Linked DNA regions of Mus musculus: regions 2, 3, 4, 5 and 6 are each linked to region 1. Evidence: chromatin contacts called from public HiChIP or PLAC-seq and promoter capture Hi-C data. All regions are on one chromosome and are shown on one strand. Each heading gives the region's core, a stretch centred on a gene start, on an enhancer-like site or on the middle of the called end of the contact. The rest is flanking DNA. Distances are from core to core; before and after follow the strand shown.

Region 1 (3,602 bases), core at 290-2,789:
ATATTATATTAAAGAAGTGAATATAAAAATTAGTGGTCTTGAAATTGAAATAGAATCAACTTTTACAAACTACTCTGCTAAGTACTCAGACAGCCCTTAAAAGGAAAGTATGATTGAAAACCACCTTTCTAGCTCCCAAAATACCGCTCCCGGCACTTGGTCTGTATTATTTTAGTTGCCTTTCTAAGTACATTCTAAACTTCCAAAAGAAAGTAAAAACTGTTTTACTAGTAAGACAGACTCTAATGCAGTGTCCTGGAGAGAGGACAGAGAACGGAGGTGTCCCCTAATACAGCTATAAGTTTGCTAAGTACCATATGGTCTATGTATGAAATCACAATCAGACTGCTCTGAAAACACTACAGAGTAAGAGAATGCTGGTTTACCTTTCAAGTCTGTGTTTTGAACTCAAAATGTTCTAAAGGTAGAACAGCACAGAGATATCTTCCGGTTTCTGAGTTTATTCTTTTACAAAATCCTTATATATGTACGAGACTTATTCAAATTTTTTCAGAGATTTCACCACAGCTCAAAAGTGGCTTTCCTGACGATCTGTACGACTTTTATGAACCCCTAAAAACTATGACAAATGAGAAGGGTCAGTAACAGTCTTATTTTCATCTAATGTGTCAATCGGTACATTTAAGGTTTTCTAAGAGCAAGGCTATTCGCTTCCATGCGTACCCCCAAACCTGTAAGCAGCCTCTGCTAGGCTTCTCTTTAGTTCAACAGTACTTGCTTGTAAGGGAAGTAATGAAAGCCTTGAGTTCGAGTCGAACAGTCAACCATCCTACCTGATTAAAAGGAAGTAAACCCGAACAGCCCCGTTGCCCCCCATCCGCAGGTCCGCTCCAAGCCTCTTCCCCTGCACACGCATCACCCACAAATCTCCCACAAACCCCCGCTGGGTCTCAGGGTCCCACCATTGACACACTTCCCGTCCACAACTCCTATTCCGTGGGGACATCTAAGCCCCAAGCCTAACTTCTCATCCCACACTCCCTCAGACTGCAGCCTCTCCAGCTCGACTGCCTACTCCACATCTTCCCCGCTCCCTCGTCCACGCTTCCCTCCGGACCGCCGAGCTCGCCCCAAGCCTCTCCTCGCACTCTTCCACGCCCCCGAACACCTTCCCCCTCCACGGCAGGCTCCTCCGCCTCCAGCCCCGACGCTGGGCCCAGGCATGCGGGGCAGACACCTCTTCTATCGCCCCTCACGCCGGCCTCGGCCGGGCCGAGACATCCCCCCCACATTGACCGGAGCCTCCGGGAGAGGGGTCTGAGGAGGACGACGTCCGATCCGCTCGTCCCTCCACTGCTCGCCGCCCCCGGAGAGCTGGAGTGCGGAGTCGCCTCTCGGGTCCCTCGGGGAGCAGGAGTCCGGACCGGTAGCCCTCCGCACCAGCTCGTCCCTATCGTCGGAGTGGAGGGGGAAGGAGGATCCCCGGAACTCACCTAGTGCCTGTTGTCAACATTAGCCCCGGGTTTCCCAGCACCAACTCCAGCGCTCGGGCTCCCCTCCCCTCCCCCCGCCGCTCTCGCAGACGAGGGCCCGCCTTCCCTCCGCTCCCCTCCTCCCTCCGCCCGTCGGCCCGCCCGCCCGCCACTCACCAACGCGGCCGGGCTGCTAGGGGGGCGGGGCGGAGCGCAGAGGGAAAAGGAAAAGGCTGCCCGCACGACTGCCTAGTCCAAATGGACCTTCGTCTCCGGTCCCTCGCTATGTGTTCAATCCCTCGTCTGGGTTAAGAAGTGATCAATCTATACCTAATCTCGAGGATGTGCTTCTCCTTCAGATATTCGTTGAAATTCTCCTATCTGTAAATTTTTATGTACAGGCAATGAATAGGACAACCGCTTCCAGCACCTCCAATCAGGGCCCCAGCAGAGGGGAGGAGTGTTCCAAGGACCGGAGGCGGGAAGTGGATTGGTCGTCAGGAAAGGGAAAGCGCCTGAATTGGAGATGCGCAGGCGCAAGCGATTCACGGCTGGGGGCGGGGGTGGGGGGAGCGAGAATGAGACGGGGCGGAACTCTAAGGAGGCATAGAAGAGTGGTGGGATAGTAGAATTACGGGGCGCTGTCGAGGTCAAGGTTGGTAACTTAGTTCTCCGAAGGTTGCCTGATGCGAACGTGAGGAACGGGTTCAAGAAGGCAAACTTTGATTGGACTAATACCGAAAGGTTGAAGGTTTAAAAAATCGAAAAGCTAAAGAACATGGCTGTTGAGGAAGGTAGAGGTAGAGTAGACTGGTGGGGGAATTTCCAGAACCGGTTTAAGGTGTTGGACATGAAAAACAGCTAAAATAGAGAGCAATCAAGGCTTTTCCCATTTGGAAAATATAGAAAGCCCTCTATTGTAAGTATTATAACTTTCACAGTGGAATGAAATCGCCCCGTTTTTAAAGGGATGGGGTTACGAACTTGAACCAAATTGACTGTGAAGTGCATTATCAGCTGCTCAACCTGTTTTCCCAAGTGGATATAATGTGCTTCTGACCTCCGATTCGTGTTCAGATTGTGGTCTGCTTAGATGTACATATGGTTCTGCTCTGGTTGGCCCATAGCCAAAGGAACAAAGGTGCAAAACAAGTCTGGATTCATCAGTGTTCAAGCCCGTACAATGATCTGCTACCAACCTTAGTGCTTGAGATGTCTTTGCCCCCTTTTTATTCAGCCTTTGCCCATTTGCTTTCTCCCTGCCCACTTCATTATTAGCAAGTAAATTCTCTTTCAAATTGTGCACCTCCTGGGTTAATTTTTTCTTGTTCAAAACAACCAATAGGTCAATCACGTAAAGGGCACCGAAGGAGGGAGAGGTGAATGCTGCCACTCTATGCCATTGATAAGTAATTATGAGAAGCTTTTTGTTTTTTGTTTTTCGAGACAGAGTTTCTCTGTGTAGCCCTGGCTATCCTGGAACTCACTTTGTAGACCAGGCTGGCCTCAAACTCAGAAATCCGCCTGCCTCTGCCTCCGGAGTACTGGGATTAAAGGCGTGCGCCACCACGCCCGGCTTTTTTTATTTTTTAATATTTATTTATTATTATACCTAAGTACACTGTAGCTGTCTTCAGATGCACCAGAAGAGGGTGTCAGATCTCATTACGGATGGTTGTGAGCCACCATGTGGTTGCTGGGATTTGAACTCAGGACCTCTGGAAGAGCAGTCAGTGCTCTTAACCACTGAGCCATCTCTACAGCCCGAGAAGCTTTTTCTATAACACACAACTGAGGACCACTTCCAAGTCGCAGGTCTCCTTTTCTTATTTTGTCTGTCTTACCCTGCTCCAGATCTGGTGGTGTGGTGGTTCACATCTGTAATTCAGCACAAGAGGATTGCTACAAATTAGAGGCCATCCTAGCACACAGCAAAATCCTATCTCAGAACAAGAAAGTATTTATTTCCTGGATCTAGAATGTAGTTTACAGCATTGCCTTATCTTGCATGAAGCCCTGGGCTCTAACTCAGGACCCCACTTAAAAACTGAGAAAAACTGGGGGCTGGAGAGACGGCCCAAGAGTTAAAATTACCTGCTGCTGTTGCAGATAGCTGGGTTCAGTTCCTAGCACCCACATGGTAGCTCACAACCAACCAACTGTATAACT
Region 2 (3,302 bases), core at 529-3,028, 500 kb after region 1:
GGAAGAACCACTCCCCTGGGCAGAGCTGATCATATTTTGTATCCAGATGTTAAATCCATGAGTGAGGCCAGCTCTTGTCCCAAGAATAGAAAGAGAGAGAGGCAGAGGGAGCGGGAGGGGGAGGGGGAGAGGGAGAGAGAGAATTAAACAGGAAAAATATATAAACAAAACCAAAAAATGAACGAACACTAGATGGTCTCTCCACCTCCACATCCTTCGAGCAGATCCCCACACTGCCAGTCTTGAGTCCCCAGGTTTCTCCCTTAATTGTCTCAGATGAGCCATGTCACTCGTAAGTCCTCCCATAGCTTCCCGATTCTTCCTGATGACCTTGATCCTCAGAGGTGACCTAGTTTTTCTAAGGCTCCTTTCTGTATGGTTTCTGCTTCTTACCCCTCAAGTGTTCTTTGATTCTTTTGCCTGCCATGTTCTCTACCTGCAGTGGAATAAGTGCGGCTGGCCATTCACCTGCCACAGCATTGTGCGTGTGAGCTTAAGGGGTGGAAAATTTCCATACAGGCATATGCATTTGTTTATGTGTATTGGCATCTCCTCACCTCTTCCCTATCCTCATAGTTGTATTGCTGGCTTCTTGAAATTATTTAAAATTACTGTTGGGTTTTAAATAAATCCTAAATAAGAGGGGGGATTTAAAAGAACCCCAACCTCTCTCTCCCTCTCTCTCTCTCTCTCTCTCTTATCTGTCTGTCTGTCTGTCTGTCTGTCTGTAGGTCAGAGGTTAACATCACATGTCTTGCTCTACTGTTCTCTATGTTATTTTTTGAGGCAAGATCTCTTATGAACCTGGAGCCTCCCCATAGTGTGATGGTTGAATAAGAGTGGCCACATAGGCTCATATATTTGACTGCTCAGTCATCAGGGAGTAATACTACTTGAGAAGGATTAGGAGGTGTGGTCTTGTAGGAAGTGTGTCAATGGAGGTGAGCTTTGGGGTTTTAGGAGCTCAAGCCAGACCCAGTGTCATTCTCTGAACTTGAGCACTGGTTCAGCTAGCCTGACTGACCAGTGGACTGCATGGACTCACCTGTTTCTACTTCCCCAGTTAGACACACTACCATGCCCAGGTTTGACAAGGGTCCTGGGTATCTGAACTCAAGACCTTGTGCTTACACAGCAAGCACATTATCCACTGAGCCATCTCCCAATCCTTGAAGATAACTTTTTGAGAATTAGGGCAGAACTTGCCTTTGTATTGAAATGTATCAGTAACAACTGTCTTGGGGCATAGTTTTTAAATTGAATTTCTAAATTGTTTTATCAATATTACTCCCTTCCCTCTGTTTATTTTGTTTGTCTTGTCTTTAGTTTTTAGTAGTAGATTGTTTTATTGGTGGTGGTTTTGCTGGGAATCAAACCCAGAGTCTTGCCTGTGCTAGGCAAATACCCTATCATAGAGCCCTGATAGCAGAACATGTTTTAAAGCTGTTGAACAGAATCCAGTACCTAGACAGGGAAGTACACTATGTATCAGTGTGAATTTTTGACTTCTGATTTTACATTGTCTATGGTAAATTCTGCTAGTGCAGACAATAGATACGTTGGTGGTCTCAGGGTCTGCACTGAATTTTCTAAAATATTTGGGAAACCAGAAGACCATAAAAACAAGATAGGAAAACACCAGGGAAAGTGGGTGTAATGACGTCTGGTGCTCAGGGAGGCAAAGATCTTTCTGCCTGGCTGCTGTGATAAGGTAAGGCACTGCCACTGCACCCAGTGGCCTGTGTGTGACCTCAGCCTGGCCCAGATCACCTTGGCTTTTGGCTTACAGACTGTGATCATCTGAGTCTGCCAGCTGCTCTGCTGAACAGGAGAGCAGTGAGTGTCACACTCCTCTTGTCTGGTTCCCTGGGTGTCATTGTCAGGGTTCCATATGGCAGCTTGGTTTTATGTCCCCTTTCCTCATGGGACTGTTAAGTTATGAATTTCTCTTGAAACTCTGAAATTTCTCTCTCTCCCCTCCCCCTCTCTCTGGTGTGTGTGCGTGTGTCTGTATGTTTGTATACACACACACACACACACACACACACAAGCAAGAGAGAGAGAGAGAGAGAGAGAGAGAGAGAGAGAGAGAGAGAGAGAGAGAGAGAAAAGACCAGAGGATAGCTTTGAGGTTTTGTTTCTTGGTCACCCATTTACTATGCTTTTTGACACAGGGCTTCTGCTTGCCTTGATATTCCAAGTAGGCTGGGTCAGCTGCATTGGCCTGTCTCCATTTCCCTAGTGATGGGAATACAAACCTGGGCTGCCATTCCTGTTTTGTTGTTGCTTTAATATGTACTCTGGGACTTGAACTCATGGCTTTAAGCTTGCAAAGCAAGCACCTTACCAATTGAACAGTCTTCTTGGTGCCACCCCCATGGGATTTCTAGAAATCTAGGTGAATAGCAGCCAGTTGATTTTTCACAAACTGTTTATAGTGTCCTGAGTATGTTGTAAGCAGTGCTTAAGCTGGCCCTGAGATACTTCCTAAGAGCTAATATCCTTTGGGTCCTGGTCTTTTATTATCAGGGCACCACCAAACTATAAACTCAGAACTGCTTCAGCACACTCAGCCACCCGGTACTGCGAAGCCAAGAGGTGAGGTCTGTAGCAAGCTTCTTTTGAAAACTCTGGGACAAAGCAAAACCCGATTCTAATCGCGACGCTAATCTCAGCTCCAAAGAAACTCGCTGCTACTTTCCCAAAAAAGAACAGAGGACCTTGTGCTTCTTGTACACTCAATGGAAATGATAAGAAAAACAGATATGAGATTAAAAACAAACATAGAGCTAATCACGAAACATGCTCATTAATACCTGACATATAGTTGCCTGAAAGAGGTTCTCACTCATTAGAATGTGCCAGGTTCTCTGCAGCCTGGTCTGACCCAGACAGACTGGGTGACATCATTAATTACCAAAATGCAAAAGTCAAGGAACAGCGGATCCAGCAGCTTGGATCCAGTGTGGGCACATTCCTAGAACACCAAGGCCTGTCGCAGTGGGAACGTTGGTCCTCTAAGTCTGCAAAGCCACAGGCATTAGGCAAGTGTTCAAAACAGACTTCCCTCTGCTCTGCTTCTCTTCTTCTTCATTTTTTTATTTGACAGTTCGCTAACTGCTCTCTAAATAAATGTCACCCTATTCCATCTGCTTTGTCAGAATGCCTATGATCGTACTCGGGTCCCAGCTGCCTTGCATCTCCTGTGAAAAGAGGCGGTCGCCCTGGGACCTCCTCTTCTCAGGACGCCTGGGTCTCTGTGGTCCTGTGGAAGGTCCTGCCTCCTGTTGGGCCATGTTTCT
Region 3 (3,443 bases), core at 541-3,040, 420 kb before region 1:
TGGCCTCAGGGGCATGGCAAACACGTTTGCACTTGCATATATGCAATCAAAACATCCATAAACACAGAGTAAAAATAAACTCTAAAGTCCCCTAAACTCAAGAATGGTATCTCAAAATTCTCACAACACACAGCAGTTTTAAATACAATTCACTCAATAATTCTAAGCAACATTATACATAAGCATTTCAATATGTACATGTGTGTTTATTATGCAACGGTATTACTTACATTCCATTGCTACTATTATGCTAATAAAGTTGTTGAGTTTGGTGGCTTGTATACTAGGTTAGATCTCCTTTACATTACAAGGACCAAAAGTGTTATACAAATGTGCTGGTCACTCATCAACAGACCAGATAAATTAAGTTAGCAATGAAAGGCCAGCTTCACAAATATCAGCTAGCATTAATTATTCTGTATAGTCTAATCTCCTCACATCAGAAACATGAAATAGGTATCATTACTGGTCATTAAACAGATAGGAACATTATTAGATTAATTAACCTGCAGAGATCTTACAGCTTTTAAGCTCCAGAATAACACTGCGACCAAAGCAATGAGGCTGCAAGCTTTTCTAAATCTGTCACATGCTCTATGAATAAGCAAAATGAGAAGCAATCAAACCATGGTTTGTCAAGAAAACTTGTCAGCATTAGCTCAACATTAAATAAGGGCAAGAGCCAAGGAAATACGCTTGCGTTCAGGAGACAGAGGAGGGTAAATAAAGCTGCAGAGCGAGCAAGGCCTGGTGAAGAGCAGCTTCTCGGATCAGCTCCCATGTAAACTGGGCCTCACTACCTGTCAGATGACACAGCTCCACCGTGCTCAGGCCACAGCCCCCACTGCCAGTTACATGCTCCAGAAACTCTCAACTGTACATTTCAAATGAGAAAGTGAGACTTGGAGGTAAAGCTACTTGTCTTACACTATGTTAGCATGGAGCCCCAAGCTCAACATGTGTATCAAGGCACAGCACCACAGAAGGTAAAGAGACATGAGAACACATCCCAGTAAATAAAGGATATGCCACCAAGAAAACAGCGCCCAGGAGCCAGGAAGTGGGCTGGTGGATTTCCACAGTCTCAAAGCAATAGGCTCTGGTTGTGTTTCTACAAGCAACTATCCTCCCCACGTAAGAGGAGACGCTGCCGTGATTCCTCGGCATGCTGACTCGCTACACTCTAAGGTGCGTGGTGCTGAAGTGGTTTCCCTTCACTGGAATCATTATAAAGTGCTAACGTGTTTTAAGGATACAAGATGGACTTTTGTAGAAGCTGCTTATTATAAACAAGTATGCAAGTTTCTTCAAGAGTTAAACTGAAGTAGTTTGGTATTACTGCATGTACCATTAAGTACAATAAAGCTTTATTTTTAAAAAATATCTTACTAGCTTCCAACTGCAAGTTGATGGGCAGGAAAAAAAAAGCGCCCACAAAGGGCTTTTGTACCCAATATCCTGTCTCTAATTTATACTCCAGTTAACAGAAGTCAGTTCTACAGTAATTTTGTTCAATTCTTTCCAATCTCTTTTATATATCTATATAGCACATACACTCTTTGGAGCAAAAACTTAATTCTAAAGATCAAACTTTAAAGGCAGTATTTTTAACATATCTACCACTGGCAAATTATGGTATGTGAATATTATACAAAGACTTCAGTATTTCCCAACAAAGACAGTTTCGTAAAGCAAACTCAGTATCCTCCACAAAGCTTGAGGGCAGGGCGTGAGCTGACTGTCCCTGCCTCAGTGAAGGCACAGCTGCTTCAGACAGCATCCGCTTAAACCCAACTTTGGTATCACTTTGAATATCAGTATGAATAAATTAAAAGTAGAGCAGGAGCAGAGTTGTGGCTCAGTTGGTAAAGTGATTGTCCTCCAAGCATGAAACCCACATAAAAAAAGCAGCTGCACCGGGCGTGTGCTTGTAGTCACCCCAGCTCACGCCAGCGCTAGAACGGCAGACCCTAGGTCCTAAGTTCCAGTGAGGCTGTCTCAAAAAACAAGGTGGATGGCTCCTGAAATATATACTCTCAAGGCTAACCTATAGCTTCCACATGCACAGGTATGAACATGCACACTCTCATACATATGTATCCCCTTACACAAACACATAAGTAAAACTAGAGTTGGCCTGGACAAACTCTTAACTTACACATGAGTAGTTCACAACTTCCTGTAAGAAGCCTGAACTGTTGTACAGTGTACATGACACTATATCTTCAATGTAACAAGTCCTTATTTGGGCATTTTAAGACTTTTTATTTTTTTATTTTACTTTATTTTATTTTATTTTTTCGAGACAGGGTTTCTCTGTATAGCTCTGGCTATCCTGGAACTCACTCGGTAGACCAGGCTGGCCTCAAACTCAGAAATCCGCCCTGCCTCTGCCTCCCAAGTTCTGGGATTAAAGGCATGTGCCACCACTGTCCATCTTAAGACTTTTTTAAACCACATTTATTTACATGCATGCACCCACTTATCACATTGAGACAGAGGAATTTTTGTTGGGCACCAGCAGGATGGGAATAAAGTTGCCAGTACTTTAATCCTGAGACAAATTTTGAAAAATAACTTTTAAAATAGCTACAATTTATCTAGTTGTAACCCTTGTATGTGGGCCATGAGTGAGGAAACCTGCCCACGGCAGCCAGAGGAGGCAGAGCCGCGCCTGTAGGGAAGGACAAAGCCCTGGACTCCTGAGGACGATGCCTGGAAAGAATGGGCAAGAGAAATGGCTCCAGCTGTGGGGGTAGGAGGTCTGAGGACCCCTCAGCTCTGTGTGACATTTTCTCTGGCCTTAAACTCACTCCTCAGTTGAACAGCTTTCCCTCATTCTCTACTTGTTGGTTTTTCCTCAATTCTGTCACTTCCCTTCCTTCTGCTGACAGTACAGAGATGAGGTCTCTGGTGCTCATCACATCCTTGATATCTGAAGATTTTATATTTATCAATTCCAGCTGTGCAGCAACTCCTAGAGGTAGTATGTATCAATGGGTATTTTCCTGAGACACTGTGACTAGAAAACCCAATCACTGACCTAGCAAGTCAGCCTCACTGCCTAGCTATGCTAGTCCCTGCCAATGTAGCTTTGTTTTTCTTGACTATCACAGGACAGAAAGCTGTGGAGATGGCAGTGGGGGTGGGGATGGGGGTGAGGATTACCAACAAAAACTAAACAAAACAAAAAAAATGCATTAGCCTCAGTAATTAAAAAAAAAAAGAAACATTTATTTCATGTATATGAATGTCTTACCTACATGTATGTCCATGCTACATGCTCTGCATGCCTGAGAACATCAAGAGATCCCCTGAAAACTCAAGTTAGAGACAGTTACACACTGCTGTGTGCATGCTGTGAACCAAACCCAAGTCCACAGAAAGAATGAACGCTCCGAGCTGTCTCCCCAGCCCCTCTGAGTAATTTGATTTACTAAGGC
Region 4 (3,472 bases), core at 837-3,336, 260 kb before region 1:
GATTACTGGGAATTGAACTCATGACCTCCTGAAGAGCAGTCAGTGCTCTTAACCACTGAGCCATCTCTCCAGCCCCAGTACCTTGTTTTCAACATGTCGTTCTATATACTATTTCCAAGCCCTTCTTAGAATACAGGGAGCATTCTGTAGCAACAGCAGCACACCAGGCCACAAGAAACCCTGCGTGGTGTCCAGGCCTATCTGCCCTGACACTGGGATCTTGTATCTTCTCTGAGAGTCTACCAAAGAAAAAGGATCCCACTGCCTCTATCCTAGCTGAGGCTCTCACTATTCCATTCTCAGCTAGGGAAACCTTGGCTAGCTCTCTTTCCCATAATAATCACCTTCTTCTTCCCTTTCTCATAGGCTCTTCTTGCCCTACACTTGCCCCAAACCTTAGTCTGGCTGAAAGCTTGTTCTGAGCCACCTGGCCCCCCACAGACCTCCCCCTCTGGCACCCAACCTTAGCATCTGCCTGGTACTCTTAACACGCACGACCTGAAGGGTAACTCCTGCAGCTACCTGCTACTCAGTGGTCACATCACACCACCGAGGTCAGGGAGATCATTTCAAAACTCATAGGCCAGCTCTATCAAGGCAAGTCTAATTTATTATGCTTGCTTTGTAGCCTTCCATCCCTACGAGTCAAGCTTTAAAAACCCAGAGGTCAAGAATTGCAACCCTCTAACCAGCTGGATTCTTCTGGATTCTGGGTTTCTTCACAGAAACAAAGAATAATCTAGCTTTTTAGATAGAACAACAGTCAAGGAAATGGAGGGGTGAAGGGTAGTGGGAGAGTCTTCAATGATATTTTGAAATATCACCTTATACACTGTTTTGTCCTGTTATAAAGCTGAGGATGACAGCTTCGCAGTGGGCAGTGACGGTATATGCTTTTAATCCCGGCACTCACGAGGCAGAGGCAAGTGGATCTCTGTGGGTTTGAGGCTACCCAAGTTCCAGGACAGCCAAGACTACATAGAGAAACCCCGTTTCAAAACAAAAGGAAAAAACAAGCCCCTTGTGTGACTTTTTCTAGGATGACATCCACAGAGCAAAGAAACGATTCTACCCAAGGCTAGCTTAGGGAACCGGTAAGTCTACTGGGGTTACCTCTGTAGGTAGGGGTGAGGAGCTACTTGCAGGAGCACAAAAGACTCAAAGGCAGCTGCATGGATTAAAATCCCACAGCAGCACACATAAGACTCACAGAGGCTGCATCCCTGATGCCCCTTCAATGCCTTGCAGGTTGGTCATCTTATAGGACACCCTTGTAAATCTTTTTACTTTCTGAGATTTAATGAATGTATTGTATATACTGTATATCTTGTATATACTGTTATCCTTGCAGAACCCATTGGGAAAGAGTTCGGGCTCCTGGGATGGCACCTCCCTCTAGAAGCAACAAGATCTTAAGAGCTAAGATTATTTATTCTGTGTCTCCCACAAATACCCACATTTGCAAGAATTACCACACCGCAAGGATTTACTTAAAAGCCTTTCACTGTAGGATATGCCTCTCATCTAGCCACTGGGATCCTGAAACGGATTCCAGGCTTCCCCTGGGCGAATGTGGAAAGCCCAAGCTATAAATACCGGTCTCCCGCGTCTGCACGGGAAGATGCAAAACATTCAAAGTTATAGTAGGCTAAACACTCCTTGTGATCCAGGATCACCCACAAGGCATAGGAGAGTTTCCTGTGGGAGGCGTGGGCGCAGCAATGTGGTACATAGCTCCTGCCACTCATCACCGGATGACACTCATTTCACAACATCCGGCACATTCCTGGTGTCGCTACACAAAGAAACGAGCCAACCCAGTTCTCCCCTCCCTTAAACTCCTTCACAGCCTGACTAAATCAAACAAATCACTGGCTCTGGCAAATGAGTTTCATTCTGTGACCTACACCCAGGGCAGGGCCCCGAGCCCCTCCACCCCACCCGCCCCGCTCCACTAGTTTCGCAGCCCGGGTTTGGGGGCGTGGCTCCAGGAGAAGGACACCGGGGCAGGGCTTTGGGGGTGGGGCCCTGAAGGCGGGGCTCTGAGTGACCAGGTCTAAAAGGGAAAAACCCGAGGCCTAGGCTGCTTGCACAGTCAACCTTGCTTTTCTTGGCTGCAATGGCTGTGGTCGCAGGCCTTCGGGCCTTTGGGGTGAAGTGGCCCAGCTGGCTCAGGCGCAACCCATGGGCCCCTCTCTCCGCCGGCTTCTGCAGCCCAGGGTCAGCAGGACCTGCGGGGTCGGAGTCAGAGCCAAGGCTCACCAGCACGCGACAGCAGGACGGAATCAGGTCAGCCTGCAGGCAGTGCCAGGGCTCTCCCTGGAGTTGGGAGCCAGGACTCGGGATCAACAGGCCTTGCCGCCACTAATCCTGAGTTATTTGTCACTGTTCTTTTCGATTTCATCTCGAAAAGATGACATCTTTGGTGGAGGAATCCTTGCATACTGAGTTTACAGGTGTCCCTTCCCTGTGCACACTAATACGAGGCACATGTGAGGGTTGTAAGTGAAAACTTCCTGGTGGCCCCCTAACACGGCTACCGTGCCCAGTTGCCCAGTCGTTTCTGAACATTTCTGCTGGCATGAGCACACATCTATCGCAACAGCCGTTGCCATGACCTCCAAGAAAGCCTATCACAAAAGATCCATGCCCTTACAAACAAAATCAGCAGGCTCCAGGGTTAAGGGCATGCTGAAATGCAGGGTGGGGGAGGTCAATAAGTAAGGATACAGGGCACATGCCCTGATCTCTGCCCCCTTGTGCCACAAACCTAAAAGCCTTAAAGTTTTGTTTGAATCCGTGCACAACCTGGATGTAATGAAGACCCTTTTCAGGCCTGGGCAGCACAAGGCTGTGAAGAGCTACGTTTCCTTGTTTAAGAGCTACAGGTGGAGCTGTTTAAGTGATATGCCCCCTACTCCAGTAAATAGCTCTTCTTAACCCTAGAAGATCATGTTTCACTTTTTAATCCTCACCCAAACTTTTATGTGGTCCTCCAAAAGAATGGAGAGCCAACCTCTGGCCTTTGGCTCTCCCCACACCTCCCCTTCACCCTCAGACCTCTCTATTACTACAGCCTTTAAGGAGCTTAGCACACAGGTCTGCGGATACCCATCCAAGGTGCCCATATTCTGTCTGTCCCCTAACTCCCTACAGACAACCATGGGTGGCCACCACAGGGGCTAAGCATTGGTGGGGCTCAGTAACTAAAGAGCAATCCCATTTCCTGTGGACTCCTTGGCCATCAACAGAGATAGAAACACTCCCAAAGAGAGCCTTAGGGGGCTCTGAAATGTAGAGCCTTCCTTTCTGATTTTTTTTTTTTTTTTGAGACAGGGTTTCTCTGTGTAGCCCTGGCTGTCCTAGAACTCTCTCTATAGACCAGGCTAGCCTTGAACTCAGAAATCTGCCTGCTCCTGCCTCTGAAGTGCTGGGGTTAAAGGCGTGCGCCACCATTGCCCGGCCCTTTATG
Region 5 (3,351 bases), core at 765-3,264, 450 kb before region 1:
TAGAGAAGGCCAAACTGTAAAGAGCCAGAGACTGTTCTGTGTCACCATTCGCTGTGTTGTTGTTGTTCCTCATCGTCCTCTGACCCCCTGAAGCAGAAGCCCCTTCTCTACCAACAGCAAACATCCAAATCCACAAGCCAGCAAAAAGGGTCACACACTCAGCCAGGCGGCCCTCTGACTTCCACTTTTACTACTATGAATTACCAATAAATCACTTCAGGAAGTAGTCATTCTTTTCTAAGATACATTTTGTATATTAATGTTTGCCATAAATTAGTTTAAATGTTATGTATCCTGAAAGAATAAGACATATACACACCATTTTCAGAACCATTAAGCATGATTTTCTTTCTTCTATACATATAAGAAAATATACCAGGGCTGGAGAGATGGCTCAGTGGTTAAGAGCACTGGCTTCCAGAGGTTCCGAGTTCAATTCCCAGCAACCACATGGTGGCTTACAACCATCTGTAATGGGATCTGATGCCTTTTTCTGGTGCATCTAAAGACAGCTACAGTGTGCTCATATTCATAAAATTAATAAATAATTCTTTTTTAAAAAAGAAAAAGGAAAGAAATTATAGCTTGGATAATCTCTAGTGTAGTTTAGACTTCTATGTTAGTTGAGCACTACAGACAAAGCTCAGAGCATAATTGTGAGGGAGTTCTGGATTACATTAACTGGGGTTGGCTGGGGTCTGAATCTGAATAAAAAAGGCGAAAGTGACTGGAGTCTCAGGGTTCATCTCTGCTGTGAGTGGTCTATGATGACGCTGAAGACTGCACTCAGGTCTCACACACTGACCATAGCTAAGTTATAGACCCTCCATTAATAGTCCTCTGCTGTGGAGTTGAGCAACTTCCCGGTTGGTGATCACCTGAAGTGCTCAAGAGATTCTCATACTCAAGGAGGGCAAGGAACCTCTGTCCCTTGGTTCCAACCCCATGCACATGTATTCCATTTGGCTGCTCCTCAGAGGACTGTTTTTAGTAAATGGATCTAGTAAGTGCGGCACTTTTGTGAGCTGCTCCAGCTCCCCAAACAGTCGTGTGAACCTTTGATTTGGCCTCAAGATGCCTAACAGTGCAGACACGGAACCTGAAGAGGCCACCTCCTGTAGCCAGGCAGGACCCCACTCACCCATAAAAATTTCAACCCAAAATTTGTCCTGTCTAAAAGAAATGCAAGGACAAAGATGAAGGAGAAACAGAAGGAATGGCCAACCATTTAACTGCCCCAACTTGAGACCCATCCCATGGGCAAGCAGCAATCCCTGATACTATTAATGATATTCTGTTATGCTTACAGACAGAAACCTAGCATAATGCCCTCTGAGAGGCTCCACCCAGCAGCTGACTGAAACAGATGCAGAGACCCACAGCCACACATAGGACAGAGGTCAGGGACCCTTGGGAAAACGGAGGATTGAAGACCCTGAAAGGGATAGGAACCCCAACAGAGTCAACTAACCCGGATCTAAGGGAGCTCTACGAGACTAAGCCACCAACCATACCCAGGCTGGACTGAGGCCCCTAGTACTACACATGTAGCAGAGGACTGCCTTGTCCTGTGTCAGTGGGGAAGGATGTGCCTAACCCAGAGACTTGATGCCCCAGGGTGGGGAAATAAACCAGGGGCCACCCTCTCAGAAGTAAAGGGGAAGGGGGGAAGGGGATGGGGCAGCATTTGGGATGTAAATAAATAATTAATCAAGAAATTCAGCTGGGCACTCAATCTGCTACTAAGTAGCAGGTCTGTGACAACTGTCCACTGAGGAGAAACTCCAACATCTGAGGTGCTCCATAGTGTGCAAAGCATGACAGTAGTACACATTTTGGTCCTCCCATGTCCTACAGTAAGGACGTGTGAGTAAATGCTGCTGGGAGTCACCCATGCCTGGATCTCACCAGCAGAGGTCAGGAGAGGATAAGAAGAACAGGAGACCTGGCCACTGCAATGTGCGGTCACTTAGCAGTAAGCCTGGATGCAGGGTAAAACGAAGGCGTTCTTCAGAAGAAATAAAGGAGGACTGGCCAGATGGCGGAGGGTAAAACACTGGCCATCCACCACGCCTGACTGGAGTCTGACCTTCAGGACTCACACAGTGAAGGAAGAAGAGAACAAACCGCTCACTGTAAGCTGTCCTCTGACCTCCACATGCCCACCACAGTGGCACATGTGCACATATGCATGTATATGCACACACAAACAAAATAAAAAATTTAAAAATGGAAGGCTTTCATATTTTATATATTATGCAAAATACTGCACTGCATTTCATAGCTTTAGCTATGAAAATTCATAGTTTTATATACCCTTTCCTCCTTATTAAAAACATCAATAAGCTCAAGGAAATAATATAATCCATTATTAATATTGTTCTCTACTGGATAAATATAATGAGTGTGTTTGTTTATTTGTTTAAGTGCCTATTTGGGGGAACCCAAATTACTTTGCAAGCATCACATCAATCCTTTTGGGAGGGAGGATCACTGTCCCTATTTTAAACGGGAAACGCCCTACTATAGACCAAAACAGATGGGCAGAGCCACCATCACCTGCCAAGACAGATATCAGCACACTAGACTTCCTAAGCACCAAAGAGCACAGCTTCAGCTGCACACTGCAGAGTGGAAACTTCAGCAGGGCAACAACTCGTCCTGACCTAACTCAATGACAATGTACAGATAGATCTTTATCATGTGTCTAGCAACGGCAGAGCTCGGCCACTCGGTATAGGCGGACACTAGAGAATGCTAGTTTCTAACCTTAGACTACTTTGCCTGAGTCTAAGTTTATGTGTGTGTTTGTGGGGGGGGGGGGTATCAGACCACAGACCTGGTAAAATAACAGGCAGAGTCAGAGCCACAGGTCACCAAACCTAACAACCTGAGTTCAATCCCCAGTGCCCATCTGGTGGAAGGAGAGAACCAACTCTCACATGTATGCTGTGAACACACACACACACACATTTATGCAAGCATCACAAATGCAGGAACAAATATTCGAGACAGTCATCTAATAAGCACGTGCAGTGTGTGAAAGAACAAAGCACTGGAGCCCTCTGTCCCCCAGGAAAGGGCTGACAAGTAACTATACAAACAGTCCTCACTTTACTAGTGTAAGATGAAGAGGGTTTCAGGCCTGCTAGCCTACAACTCTCTATGGAGACCAGATGACCTCAAGCTCTACTATTTGTGCCTCTCAAGGCCTGTGAGATGCTGATAGCAGACAGGCAAATGAATGCTAAGATTTAATGAGCCCAGCCCCTGGGACCTGTTCTGAAACAGGCAGCCCTGACCCGCCACTGAGGACACAGGCACTAGATCACTACATAAACACCTGGAGTT
Region 6 (3,294 bases), core at 554-3,053, 410 kb before region 1:
TGGTGTCTGCCACGTGGGCGAGAGCCATGCTCCGGCAGCCCATTTGCAAAGGGTAACAAGTCACTTGAATGAAGATGCTTCAGCACATTTAAATGGCATTTAAATTATATTATGCTAGTGGTACAAACAAACAGTCATTCATAGCACCAATCTAAATAAAATAACTCACTGCAACCCAAATTACTCTCTGGAGAATGTTCATAACGTCTTCTGGGCACTGTGTTTCAGTCATAAAATAATGCTAAGAATTGAACACTCCCAGTACTTAGGCCACTGATTACATTTGCCAATTATCTGTTACTTGTATGTGTACTCATCACTGATCGTAAACTGAAGAGAAGTAAACACCAGGCAAGCTCAGGCATGGATCACTGCCTTCTCTTCAAATTTACTCTTGCCAAAACTCAGTCGCGGCTTAATAAAAAGCAGTACTTTAAAAAAGATACTATAAACATACATGCTATAAGGTAGTTATTGGACATGTGTTCAAAAAGCTACTCAAAATCATTCCGAATGGAGCTAATCTCTGCTCCTCAGTGCGCAACTATTTTCTACTCCGCCTGCCCTTACAAAACCCGAGAGCAGAGATACAGTCAGTGCCTCAGTGTCTCTAAGGCTCAAGGGTCTTCATGTGCAAACCACACATCCGGTGTGTGCTTGCAATCTTGCCGTAATCTACTCTCCCGCAACAGAATGTAAGGGAGTACACACACTGTGCCTGTTCATATACGTGAGCTCAAGGCAGCTATCAACACTGTTACATACACAGTGCTATACTAATAAGTTGACATGCCATGTCATACACCATAGGCAAACATCAGTCTACAAATCTGTTTTATGGGCTTCTTTCCCACGTGGATTCAATAACCAACAACCAAACCTCACTTGCTACATTAAGTGGCACACATTTCTGATATTGACTGTGTCTGTGTTCCATTCACAGGTAAATGTTTGACAACAATCAGCAAAAACACAGAAGATAATTTAAAGAAGTGAGATGCCAGGACCAGAATCCTGTATGAAAGCGCCATCCAGAAGGTGGTGAGGGTCATGGTATTGTCGGGAGGTGAATGGTAGTAATCAGAAATGATCTGGCTGGGCCCTCTCCACTGAGACACACGGACAGAAGCAGAGATCCGCTTAGAGCACATTTGGAGATGCCATCAGAGATGGTGGAATGGGTTTGGGTTCCTGTCACTTCAGAAAGTACTTGAACATATGTAACTTTTGATATCAATAGAAATACTGGTTACCTTTCAAACCCGAATGGTTCTTCTATTCAACAAGCACACACTGAACACTTCTATGTGCATAAGTAAAATGCACATTCTGAGGGGGTTTACACACTGTCTAAAGAGGAGAGGAGGGCTCCATGAGCATTAAATATCTTCAAGCAGAGGCAGCGATGAGCTAAAACCCATAACAGACTACATGTGGATGGTAGAAAGCCAGCAACAGCAAGGCGCAGGCTAACAAAGGCATGCTCTCTGTCCAGAAGTTGGGATGCACACAGGAAATGCTTAAAGCATGGACAGAAATAGTATTCTAAACTATGACAAATGTGAAAATAAAAACCACACTTAGCTTTTCTTTCATCTGAATGTCGATACATTTGCCTATTTAACATTTTTTTTACTGCATGCCAGGTGCTGCTCTAAGCACTTAACAAATATTGACTCACTTTCTCTAGAGTTAATAATCTTATAAGAACATCTGTCCCCTTTTCACCGTGAAGAAACTAGAGAGTACCCAGAACCTGAGTAGCCTGCCCAAGGGCACATGGCCTTGTAAGCACTAAGTCTGAAAGGCAAACCCAGACAGGCAGTGAAACCAGCGACTCTGCACTGTCAGCGGACTCCACTGTAGTTACTGACACGTGTGGAGTGCAATGTAACTGAGAGACTGACACACGTTTGTCTTAGTTAATTTTAATTATTCAAATAACCACATGCGGCTAGTGGCTGCCACATGGGGAACTCGCATGACTGCCCAGTGAATCATGCTGTTCGTCTAGCGAGAGGAAGTCTTTCAGGTCATCCCTCACACTCAATTGAAGCATGTAATCAATTCAAAGGTAGCCCTTGAAAAAGCAAAGAGTTCTAAGCCATGGCTCTCTACCATGGTCTACGCAATGGCACATGAGCCAATGAGCCAATAAAAGGCTCAGGACTCTGAGATAATATTTTTCTGAGAAAAAGAAAAGCTCATATGATCTGAACTAAATATATCTCCTGAATACAGCCTTGATAAAACTTTTTATCAATTAACTTTGCCTAAAAATACACACAATTCTGACTTCAAATGTTCTATTTCTAAATTTAAAAACAAATCGCTTTGCCTTGAGTTTTCAAAATACAAGTAAACGGGCACTATCTTAGGTAGTTAGGGTTTCTACTGCTGTGAACAGACACTGTGACCATAGCAACTCTTAAGAAAGGACAGCATTTAACTGAGCTGCCCTACAGGTTCATCGCGGTGGGAAGCATGGAGGTATGCTATGCTATGGAGCAGCACTGGAGAGGTAGCTGGAGTTCTACATCCCGATCAGCAGGCAGCAGGAAGAAGACAGATACTGTGCCTGCCTTGGGCATTTGAAACCCCAAAGTACACCCCCCAGTGACACACATCCTCCAACAAAGCCACACCTAATGGCACTCCATAACCATTCAGATATGAGTCTACAGGGCCATTCTTACTCAAATCACCACAGAGGCTGTCACAGAAATGTATCTAACCGCTGACCAGGAGACCCATCAGCCACCTAAGAGACCGGCATAACATACACAACGGTGAAGCAACAGTAACGAGCTCAACAAAACACTAAGGACAGGCCAGAGGTCATCCTTGCAGGGTATCAGCCTGACCCAGCCAGTCTTCCAGTATTACGTCCCACTCAGCGCTCACAACACTCTTGGAGTCAGTCCCCAGCGTCACCCTTACTGTTCAGAACCTGACGCACACAAATCCAGGTGCCCTGTCTGTCTAGAGATTGGGCTCCTATGAGGTCTTTCCTGTTGTAATCACTCGCATAACTGCAGCACTCAGCAGTGAACCATGAAATTCCCCAAAATGACTCAGATTTACACAAGAACCTAACTTTCTGAGACGACAAAGAAATATTTATTCACTTTATATACATATGAGTGTGTGTGCAAAAAGCAAACAGTCAAGTGAGCATTAGGGACTGCTAGTGTTGCCTAAAAGGTACTGCAAAAACAAAAAAAAAAAGCTATTTTCGGAAACAAAGTAGATTAAGAGGTGTATAAGCTCTGTACACTAAGAGCAATGTGAGAT

What was found. Promoter capture Hi-C pulls out the DNA fragments that hold promoters and counts their contacts. HiChIP or PLAC-seq counts read pairs in DNA pulled down with a chosen protein or histone mark. Capture Hi-C pulls out chosen DNA fragments and counts their contacts.
Region 2: a contact with region 1 is called in a promoter capture Hi-C map of liver, with 2.3 times the contacts expected there. The contact joins the enhancer-like site here to the promoter of Upf2 in region 1. A contact is called at or near these places in 4 of 39 promoter capture datasets (the HPC-7 cell line, liver, pre-B cells and 1 more), 1 of 484 Hi-C or Micro-C datasets (liver), 3 of 115 datasets of contacts at active chromatin or transcription factors (bone marrow-derived macrophages, embryonic stem cells and pro-B cells) and 1 of 9 other capture datasets (liver).
Region 3: a promoter capture Hi-C map of pre-B cells shows a contact between it and region 1, with 3 times the contacts expected there. The contact joins the enhancer-like site here to the promoter of Upf2 in region 1. A contact is called at or near these places in 7 of 39 promoter capture datasets (the C10 cell line, the HPC-7 cell line, embryonic stem cells and 3 more).
Region 4: a contact with region 1 is called in a promoter capture Hi-C map of pancreatic islet. The contact joins the promoter of Echdc3 here to the promoter of Upf2 in region 1. A contact is called at or near these places in 4 of 39 promoter capture datasets (the C10 cell line, the HPC-7 cell line, HPC-7-derived erythroid cells and 1 more), 1 of 484 Hi-C or Micro-C datasets (the HL-1 cell line), 4 of 115 datasets of contacts at active chromatin or transcription factors (embryonic stem cells, extraembryonic endoderm stem cells, pancreatic cancer cells and 1 more) and 2 of 9 other capture datasets (adipose tissue and pancreatic islet).
Region 5: a contact with region 1 is called in a promoter capture Hi-C map of neural stem cells. The contact joins the enhancer-like site here to the promoter of Upf2 in region 1. A contact is called at or near these places in 4 of 39 promoter capture datasets (the 3T3-L1 cell line, hippocampal neurons, neural stem cells and 1 more), 1 of 484 Hi-C or Micro-C datasets (CD4 T cells) and 2 of 115 datasets of contacts at active chromatin or transcription factors (bone marrow-derived macrophages and differentiating embryonic stem cells).
Region 6: an HNF4G HiChIP or PLAC-seq map of pancreatic cancer cells shows a contact between it and region 1. The contact joins the enhancer-like site here to the promoter of Upf2 in region 1. A contact is called at or near these places in 1 of 39 promoter capture datasets (the HPC-7 cell line) and 2 of 115 datasets of contacts at active chromatin or transcription factors (bone marrow-derived macrophages and pancreatic cancer cells).

Annotation. Positions count from the first base shown.
Region 1 is chr2:5,949,406-5,953,007 of GRCm38.p6, reverse strand. It overlaps Upf2 (UPF2 regulator of nonsense transcripts homolog (yeast)), which reads right to left and starts at 1,539. Exons shown (of 22, transcript NM_001081132.1): 1 at 1,455-1,539.
Region 2 is chr2:5,454,812-5,458,113 of GRCm38.p6, reverse strand. All of the region lies in intron 2 of Camk1d (calcium/calmodulin-dependent protein kinase ID), which reads left to right. Among named protein-coding and RNA genes, the nearest start is that of Gm36853, 26 kb to the left of the region's middle. Within about 2 kb of position 1,778, at least 13 of the 459 cell types and tissues checked have an H3K27ac peak or open chromatin away from gene starts, as enhancers often do. A contact at or near this core is called in liver, where this site is marked.
Region 3 is chr2:6,374,643-6,378,085 of GRCm38.p6, reverse strand. The region is part of intron 2 of Usp6nl (USP6 N-terminal like); the gene reads right to left. Among named protein-coding and RNA genes, the nearest start is that of Usp6nl, 54 kb to the right of the region's middle. Within about 2 kb of position 1,790, at least 54 of the 459 cell types and tissues checked have an H3K27ac peak or open chromatin away from gene starts, as enhancers often do. A contact at or near this core is called in pre-B cells, where this site is marked.
Region 4 is chr2:6,211,608-6,215,079 of GRCm38.p6, reverse strand. Echdc3 (enoyl Coenzyme A hydratase domain containing 3) reads left to right here and starts at 2,086. Exons shown (of 5, transcript NM_024208.4): 1 at 2,086-2,289. The coding sequence starts at 2,120. All of the region lies in intron 1 of A230108P19Rik (RIKEN cDNA A230108P19 gene), which reads right to left.
Region 5 is chr2:6,404,039-6,407,389 of GRCm38.p6, reverse strand. The region is part of intron 5 of Usp6nl (USP6 N-terminal like); the gene reads right to left. Among named protein-coding and RNA genes, the nearest start is that of Gm13388, 32 kb to the left of the region's middle. Within about 2 kb of position 2,014, at least 33 of the 459 cell types and tissues checked have an H3K27ac peak or open chromatin away from gene starts, as enhancers often do. A contact at or near this core is called in bone marrow-derived macrophages and neural stem cells, where this site is marked.
Region 6 is chr2:6,358,445-6,361,738 of GRCm38.p6, reverse strand. The region is part of intron 2 of Usp6nl (USP6 N-terminal like); the gene reads right to left. Among named protein-coding and RNA genes, the nearest start is that of Usp6nl, 37 kb to the right of the region's middle. Within about 2 kb of position 1,803, at least 47 of the 459 cell types and tissues checked have an H3K27ac peak or open chromatin away from gene starts, as enhancers often do. A contact at or near this core is called in bone marrow-derived macrophages and pancreatic cancer cells, where this site is marked.